Linked DNA regions of Ovis aries: region 2 is linked to region 1. The links are chromatin contacts, called in public Hi-C maps. All regions are on one chromosome and are shown on one strand. The core of a region is the stretch at or near the end of the contact, and the rest is flanking DNA. Distances in the headings are between cores, read along the strand shown.

Region 1 (3,722 bases), core at 485-2,984:
ATCTGTGGAAAGAATCGGGATCTTTCGAACAACGGTTAAGCAAACTGAGCTCTAATTTCAGCTTTTGAACAAGTGCAGCATTATAGCCAATGAGCTGAACATGGACTCTGTCTCCTCCTCCTCCTCCTCCTTCTCCTCCTCCTCCTCCTCCTCCTCCTGTCTGTGAAGTCCTTTGGCTCCAAGGCACCCCCTTCCCAGGCTCCCAGGGCCTACATATGCGTGGGTTCCTGCCCTGCCCTGGTTTTAATCCTGGGTGTGGATTTCCATGAATGTCATTTAAGCTCTGAGGTCCATTTCATTAACTGAAGAATGGAGATAATTATTTCATGGGATTCTTGTGAGGATTAAAGATATAATGTATTCAAAGTGGTCAGCATTCAGTTCAGTTCAGTCGCTCAGTTGTGTTCGACTCTTTGTGACCCCATGGACTGCAGTACACCAGGATTCCTTGTCCATCACCAAATCCCAGACCCTACTCAAACTCATGTTCATCGCGTTTGTGATGCCATTCAGCCATCCCATCCTGGGTCATCCCCTTCTCCTCCCGCTTGCAATCTTTCCCAGTATCAGGGTCTTTCCCAATGAGTCGGTTCTTCGCATCAGGTGGCCAAAGTATTGGAGCTTCAGCTTCAGCATCAGTCCTTCCAATGAATATTCAAGACTGATTTCCTTTAGGATGGACTTGTTGGACATCCTTGCTGTCCAAGGGACTCTCAAGAGTCTTCTCCAACATCACAGTTCAAAAGTATCAATTCTTCAGTGCTCAGTTTTCTTTATGGTCCAACTCTCACATCCATATATGACCACTGGAAAAACCAGCCTTGACTAGATGGACTTTTGTTGGTAAAGTAATGTCTCTGTTTTTTAACATGCCGTTTAGGTTGGTCATAGCTTTTCTTCCAAGGAGCCAGCATCTTTTAATTTCATGGCTGCAATCACCATCTGCAGTGATTTTTGAGACCCAAAAATAAAGTCTTTCACTTTCCATTGTTTCCCCACCTATTGGCCATGAAGTGATAGGACTGGATTCCATGATATTAGTTTTCTGAATATTGAGCTTTAAGCCAACTTTTTCACTCTCCTCTTTCACTTTCATCAAGAGGATCTTTAGTTCTTTTTGGCTTTCAGCCATAAGGGTGGTGTCATCTGCATAGGTGAGGTTACTGATATTTTTCCCAGCAATCTGATTCCAGCTTGTGCTTCATCCAGCCTGGGATTTCACATGATGTACTGTTTATATAAGTTAAATAAGCAGGGTGACAATATGCAGGCTTGACGATTTGGAACCAGTCTGTTTTTCCATGTCCAGTTCTAACTGTTGCTTCCTGACCTGCATACAGATTTCTCAGGAGACAGGTAGCATTGGGGCAGGAATATTAGGAGTTTTGCAATAAATACTAGTTCTCTAATCTTTTTCCTCCCTGACACCGACCCATGCATCCATATCACAGACTCACCTCTTAGCCTGCCAAAAAAATCAGATTTTACCCAGCATAGACTGGACAGTGGTTTGGTGGAATTTCCCACAGGTGGCTGTTGAGAGTGGGAATTTGGGCTAAGGAAGACGTTCCAGGGACTCTTCCAATTGCCCTGAGGGAGGCCGACTTTTCAGCATAGTTGGTGCTGTTCAGCCATGTATCATAAAGGCGTTAGCTTCTATGCTTTTATTCTTTGTTAATTCATTGATGCATTTGTTGGTTCATTAAGGGCTACAGGAACCAAGAGACTGCACCATGGCAGGGAAGCCCATTCTTCACTATTTCAATGGACGCGGCAGAATGGAGTGCATTCGGTGGCTCCTGGCTGCGGCTGGAGTGGAGGTAGGTTTCATCTCCAGTTGGATCGAAATTGACCGTGGGTGCCTAGTCAGTCACTCAGTCGTGTCCAACTCGTTTCGCTCCCATAGGCCAGAGCCTGCCAGGCTCCTCTGTCCCTGAGATTCTTCAGACAAGAATATTGGAGTGGGTTTCCATTTCCTACTCCAGGGAAACTGACCATATCAAACTACTTTTCCCACAGAGGAGATTTTCCTTATTAAATGATCTGCTAAGAATTTTGCTTTAAAAACATTTATTAAGTATTAGATTAAGAGATTTTCATTGATATTTCTTCTTCTCAAGGACAATAGAAAACAATAGAAAATAAATTTGTGTTTTTATTTGTTTTTGGCTGCGAGGCTTGCAGGATTTTAATTCTCTGACCAGAGATCAAAAGCAGGCCCACAACAGTGAAAGCCCATCTCTTAACCACTGAACTGTCAGAAAATTTCCTGAATTTTGATTTTTAAAACTGTAAAATATTTATTACATTCATGCAACAATTAGAAATATGAATATTAAATGTCAATTTATATTAATAATTATTGTTAATATGTCAGGCATTTTAATGTATTGTGGTCAGTTTTAAAATAAGTTTAGTGAACTAGTAATATACCATGAAGTATTTAAAGATGAAATATATAATATCTGGGATTTGTTTCAAATTATTACCAGGGACAGGGGGGTAGGCATATGGATGTCTTGGGATTGGGTTGAGCCGATAATTACTGAAGCTGGTGGAAATTTACAAGGAGCATCATTGTATTTTTTATTTTGTGCATGCCACGAATTTCCATAATAAAAGACAAAAATATACGTATTAGAAGATAAATGTAATTAAAGTTAAAACCTAAACCAGAAATATAGAGCAATGCAGATTGTAGCAAACTGCCTGTTGGATTTAATGCGTTCCCTCAGCAATGAATTTGTTGGGCACCTTGAAGTGCCAGGTTTCGTGCCAGGTCCTAGAGATACATGAATCGTCAAGACCGACACAGTCCCTACCCTCAGGCCACTTGCACTCTAGTGAGGATGCTCACATGTATGTGGGTGATTAGAAGAGGAGTGGGAGCACCTGGGAGGATACCGAAGACTTGAGTGTAAAAACTCCATAGTCTCAGTAGTAAATGGATAGGCTTCTGTGCAACTCTGCTGAGTGCTGCCCTCTAGAGGTGTCACTCAGAAAAGCACTTCTAAGCTCAGGTCAGAGGGAGCCAGCAACTCTGTGAGGGTTTCCCGGGGAGGGAGTCATGGGCGAAATTCAGAGATCTGGTCCCTCATCGGAGACTAGTAAAGGAGGACTTCAGGTGAGGTGGCGTCCTGCAAAGGGAACCTCTAGTGTGCTCCCTTAGCTTCCTAAAACATGTTTACCTAAGCCTCAGATTATACTTTCCCAATTGCTTCAGGAATGCAGGGCAATTTAGCTTGGTCCGTTTTCAAGTGTGTAAAGAAACAAGTACACAGAAAATTCCAACACTGCCATTCCAGGTGGTTTCATTTCTATAAATCAACAACCAACATTTTTCCCTACGGTTCAGCCTTGGGGTTCAAGGATGTGTTCCGAGTCCCTGGGCGGGATGAGTTCAGCACAGGACGGTGAAGAAGGGGGAGACGATGAGAGCATCCAGGCTTCCTCTTGTCCAGCCCAGCCTGAAGGAGGAAGGTGTGGGGCTCGACTGACCAAAGAACGTTGGAATTCTGGGTTCTCTGGGCCCAGAGCCTGATCCTCACAACCCCATTCATCTCCATCAGTTTCACAAGAAACAGCTGACCAGCCAGCCCCTTCTCACAATGACTACCCATCCGTCACCTCTCAGGGTTGTCTTGAACTGGGTGCTTTATAAATTGTTGCCCACACACTCACTATCTGTATGGTCTCACCCTATGGGATCATTTAGATCCACA
Region 2 (3,888 bases), core at 763-3,262, 140 kb before region 1:
TCCGTTATTTTATTCTGTTTATTTAGATCTTAGTAATGCAGTACATTTTTCTGCAGGAAAACAGAGGCAAAAGAAAGTGAGGGGTGCAGAATGGTGAGCTACATTATGTAAGCCCCAACTACTGTCGTTTAATATTAGGATCCATCGTTCTGATGGGTATGTTTTCATTTGCCTAAGTCAGCTACCTGTAAAAAGTACATTCTTACTTAAGGGAGACTAAAAATTTACCAGTTTGTAGTTTTTAAAGGAGACTCTAGGGCTTAGGTCTTTAAATGATGATTTTCCACCCCATGACCTCTTCTAAATCATATTTTGAAATTAAAATGGGAGAAAGACTAGATGTAGTCAAGAAGTAGAAGGAAATGCTATATGTGATTCATGAATACAAAAGATCGGTTTTGCAAATGAGGAATGGGATATTGAAATATTTTCAAAACTAGTCTATTTCATTAAACTGGTTGAAGGCTCATGACTTTATTTCTATTATTCTAGTAAATAATAAAGTTTAATAAAATAATTAGTATTTGTAACAATAAATTGAGCATCTACTTTATTAAAATGCTGTTGTTATCTTAAAATTTTAGATAAGTATCCTCTCTATCCACTGAACCTTTTTACAGGGTTGTATTATTTCATCATATTATGTAATACTCACATGGTTATAATTTTCCCTAGGCTAGGACTACTGACCTCAGCCACTTACTAGCCCAGTGGACCCTTGTTAAAGATCAGGACAGTCCATCTGCCAATTGCTTGATCAACTGAGTTTGACTAAAACTGATCATTTTAAATACTTCAAAAATCACTTTTCATGGGGATGGTTATATGATTTGTTAGGCTGCCTCCTGTCTCCATATCTTTTCATTGATAATGACTTTCAGTTCTCATTTGCCATATGTTTTGGGTGTTATGTAGGTAAACATGAGTGTAGATAAATGTTATACAATTGCCAAGTGGACAGATGACCCTTTCCCATTTGGGACAGGAAGTCTAAGGAAGCTTGGCAGTCTTGTATCTTGTTTCTTCAACAGAAGCAAGAGAAAAGAGGGATTTGGGCCTTTTGCATAGATTCTTTTTGGAAATAATTTTTTCAGCTCTTAGAATTTAAAAACAAAGTGAGAGAAAACTGATATGAGCTGGGAGATCTAAACTCAGAGAAAGGATTACTGCTTTATTAATTTAAATTGTGTTACTTAGGGCAGTGTGTTTCTCCCGATCTGGGGAGAGGACCCAGCAATCTGTTTTCACAAGCTCTTGGGGGTGATTCTAATGCTTCCAGTTCAAAGTGTGAGAACCCTTGGCTTGGGGCAATTATGTGAATTTAAAACGAGGACCTCAAAGCAATTTCTTTTTTCAAAGTGGTTCAGAGCCAGTCTTCACAGGGATGATTTGCTTTTGGAATATAACTAACGACACAAGTGATGGCGTTTAAGCAGTGTTAAATTTCAAATAACTAGTTACACCCTGAGACCAATCTGTAGAGCGTTACCTAGTGTGTTTTCCACCTGAGTAACAATCCAGTTTTCCAAACTAAAGTTGCTCACAACATAAAAACTCTTGGAAGTCCCAATGGATGCTAACACGCAGTCTGGTTTTTATTTTAAATATTTTTTATTATGGTTAAGTATGATGCAATTTGCCATCTTTAACCACGTTTCGGTGGCATTACAGATATGTTTTTTAAAGCCAGGAAAGCGTGTCCACGATGATCATCTGTAATGGGATGTCCGAACGTGCATCCTCGGCCTGCATCTCTCCATCCTGATGCCCTAGGCGGCCGTGTGGAGCTGGAGAGCTCCTCGGCGGTGGGCGGGACACAGGGCCCCTGGGCTACCGCGGGCCCGGGTGGAGAGCCGATAGCGCGGCTCGGCGCCCCAGGCGGTCCGGCCGCGGTGCAGGGACGCGCGGGGCCAGCGAGGGGAGCTGCAGGGTAACTTTTCCCAGGGAAAGCGACCGGTCGTCCCCACCACAAGCCTCTCAGCCTTTTGTTTGTTTTCCTGCCGGAGGCTGGAGAGCGGCCGGATCCCCGCTGCTCACCATGCGCCGGGCGGCCCGCGCCCCTCGCCGGCGCCCCCGGGCGTCCCTGCGCGGACCCCTCGGCCCGTCCTAGCGGGGGTCGCCCTGACAGGCTTCAGCTCCCTGGCCGGCCCCGCGCCTGCCCCTCCGAGGAACCGCGCTCCCCGCAGGGGCGGGCCCTCGCCTGTGCCGCGGCGCCGGTAAGTGGGGTCGGGGATGAGGGGCTTCCGCCGGGTGACCTGTCACTGGGGTGATGGACCCGAGCCGCGAGGGTCCGCACCCCACCCCCTGCGGTGGCCCCACGAGGGAATGGAGGGCGAGAGGGAGGCTCTCGGGTTGTAGTGTTTCTCCGCGGTCCTGTGGGTCTCTCCTTCTGGGTAGAAAAACTCCCATTTCCTCCGAGTCTGGAAGATTTTTGCTGGGTGTTTACCTTTTAGCGTTAAAGGAGGGGAAAGATCCCGGCCGGATATGAAGCCCCTTCAGTAGAAGGTGGAGGGACTTGCTTTTGGAATTCACCCGACTAGGCCTTTGGCTGTCCCGCAAGGGGTCTGAGCAAATCTTCACATATTTCTGTGCAACCATTTTTCACTGGGTTTCTTTCTGCTCTGATTTCTTTCTTACTAATCTTAGTAGATGTTATGAGAGACATGTTGAAGGATTTTTCAGAACCGCCGTTTCTTTTGAAATGCACCTTTTAAAGTTTGACAGTAGCATTGAGGGCTTTTACTTTTAAATAAAAAAGTAGCTGAATGCCTTATTTTTCGGAAAAGAGTATTCGTTTCCACTTATAACTAAATAAAGAACTGCTCTTGCTGAAGCTGGATTATAGAGAGAAAATATCACCCTGAATTTTGCATCCAGGGCTAGATTTCTCTAAGGTATTGGCACTTGTGTTTTTTATTTTAGCCTGGAGCACTTTTTGTACAGTTTGATAGCTAGAGTTTTCATTTCTCACATTTTCCAGTGAGTGGGTTTTCAGGATGTGCCTCCAAAGTGAATTGTACTATTGCCGAATATAAAATTAAACCGAGTTTTAAATTTGTGTAGTTAACATATAAATTATTAAGAAGAATTTGTGCCTGAACCATATGTTAGCTGTGCTAGAAGTTAATGTATTCATAAATATGCACATTTGAAATAGTTTCTGAACAAAGCACTGCAATTTGGTAAAGAATTTGGCCTTCCTGTCTGTTTGAGAACAAGTAATTGTGGGTGTAGAAATAAGAGCCGTGTTGGGATTCTTTATTTAAAATAATATACCACTGCTTGCTCCCTAAGGTCCAGCCCTCTACAGTGACCCTGCCTGTCCATTTTGCCTCGTCCCCTTCTCCAAAGTTAAAACTAGTGCCAGGGCAGGAATGGGCAGCCACATTTCTAAGTGAGACCAATTTAATGTCAGATGATGGAAGGATGTGTTGGAGGGTTGATGGAGCCTGTCTGAGTGGGCAGAGGTCTGTCCTAGCCAAGGGAACTCAATATTTAGTCACAGAGAAATGATTTTTCTCACTGAGACTTCTTATCTATAGACTGTGTGTAAAGAAGCTAAAAAAATCAGCCTTTGGGGGTTTTATTTGTTGACTGTTTCACATCATCAAAGCTCTTTTTTCTATTCCCATTGTTTTCTTCTAGTTGTTTTTTGAGGTTCCTAGTAATGGTGGAAATCCTGTCAGTCTTGAACATTTGGAATTATCTTTAGCCATCTTTTCCTTCATTTCCTTCATCCTATCAATGAGTCATCAAGACCTTTGACCTGTGGTTTATATAGAACCCTTCCTCCATATTCTAATCCAGGGCCTCACCCTTCCTCCCCAGCAGATGGAGGCAGCCTCCGTAGCTGGCTCAGTAAAGTAAAAGTAAGAGTCGCTTGACTCT

The links. Hi-C and Micro-C count contacts between places; a contact is called where the count stands out from the background.
Region 2: a contact with region 1 is called in a Hi-C map of tail adipose tissue, with 2.3 times the contacts expected there. The contact joins the promoter of CILK1 here to the promoter of GSTA1 in region 1. A contact is called at or near these places in 3 of 16 Hi-C or Micro-C datasets (blood, muscle and tail adipose tissue).

The regions. Positions count from the first base shown.
Region 1 is chr20:24,799,220-24,802,941 of ARS-UI_Ramb_v3.0, reverse strand. GSTA1 (glutathione S-transferase alpha 1) reads left to right here and starts at 1,734. Exons shown (of 6, transcript NM_001114766.1): 1 at 1,734-1,820. The coding sequence starts at 1,734.
Region 2 is chr20:24,942,271-24,946,158 of ARS-UI_Ramb_v3.0, reverse strand. CILK1 (ciliogenesis associated kinase 1) reads left to right here and starts at 2,012. Exons shown (of 14, transcript XM_027959201.3): 1 at 2,012-2,216. It overlaps LOC132658305, which reads left to right and starts at 2,012. Exons shown (of 2, transcript XM_060403712.1): 1 at 2,012-2,216.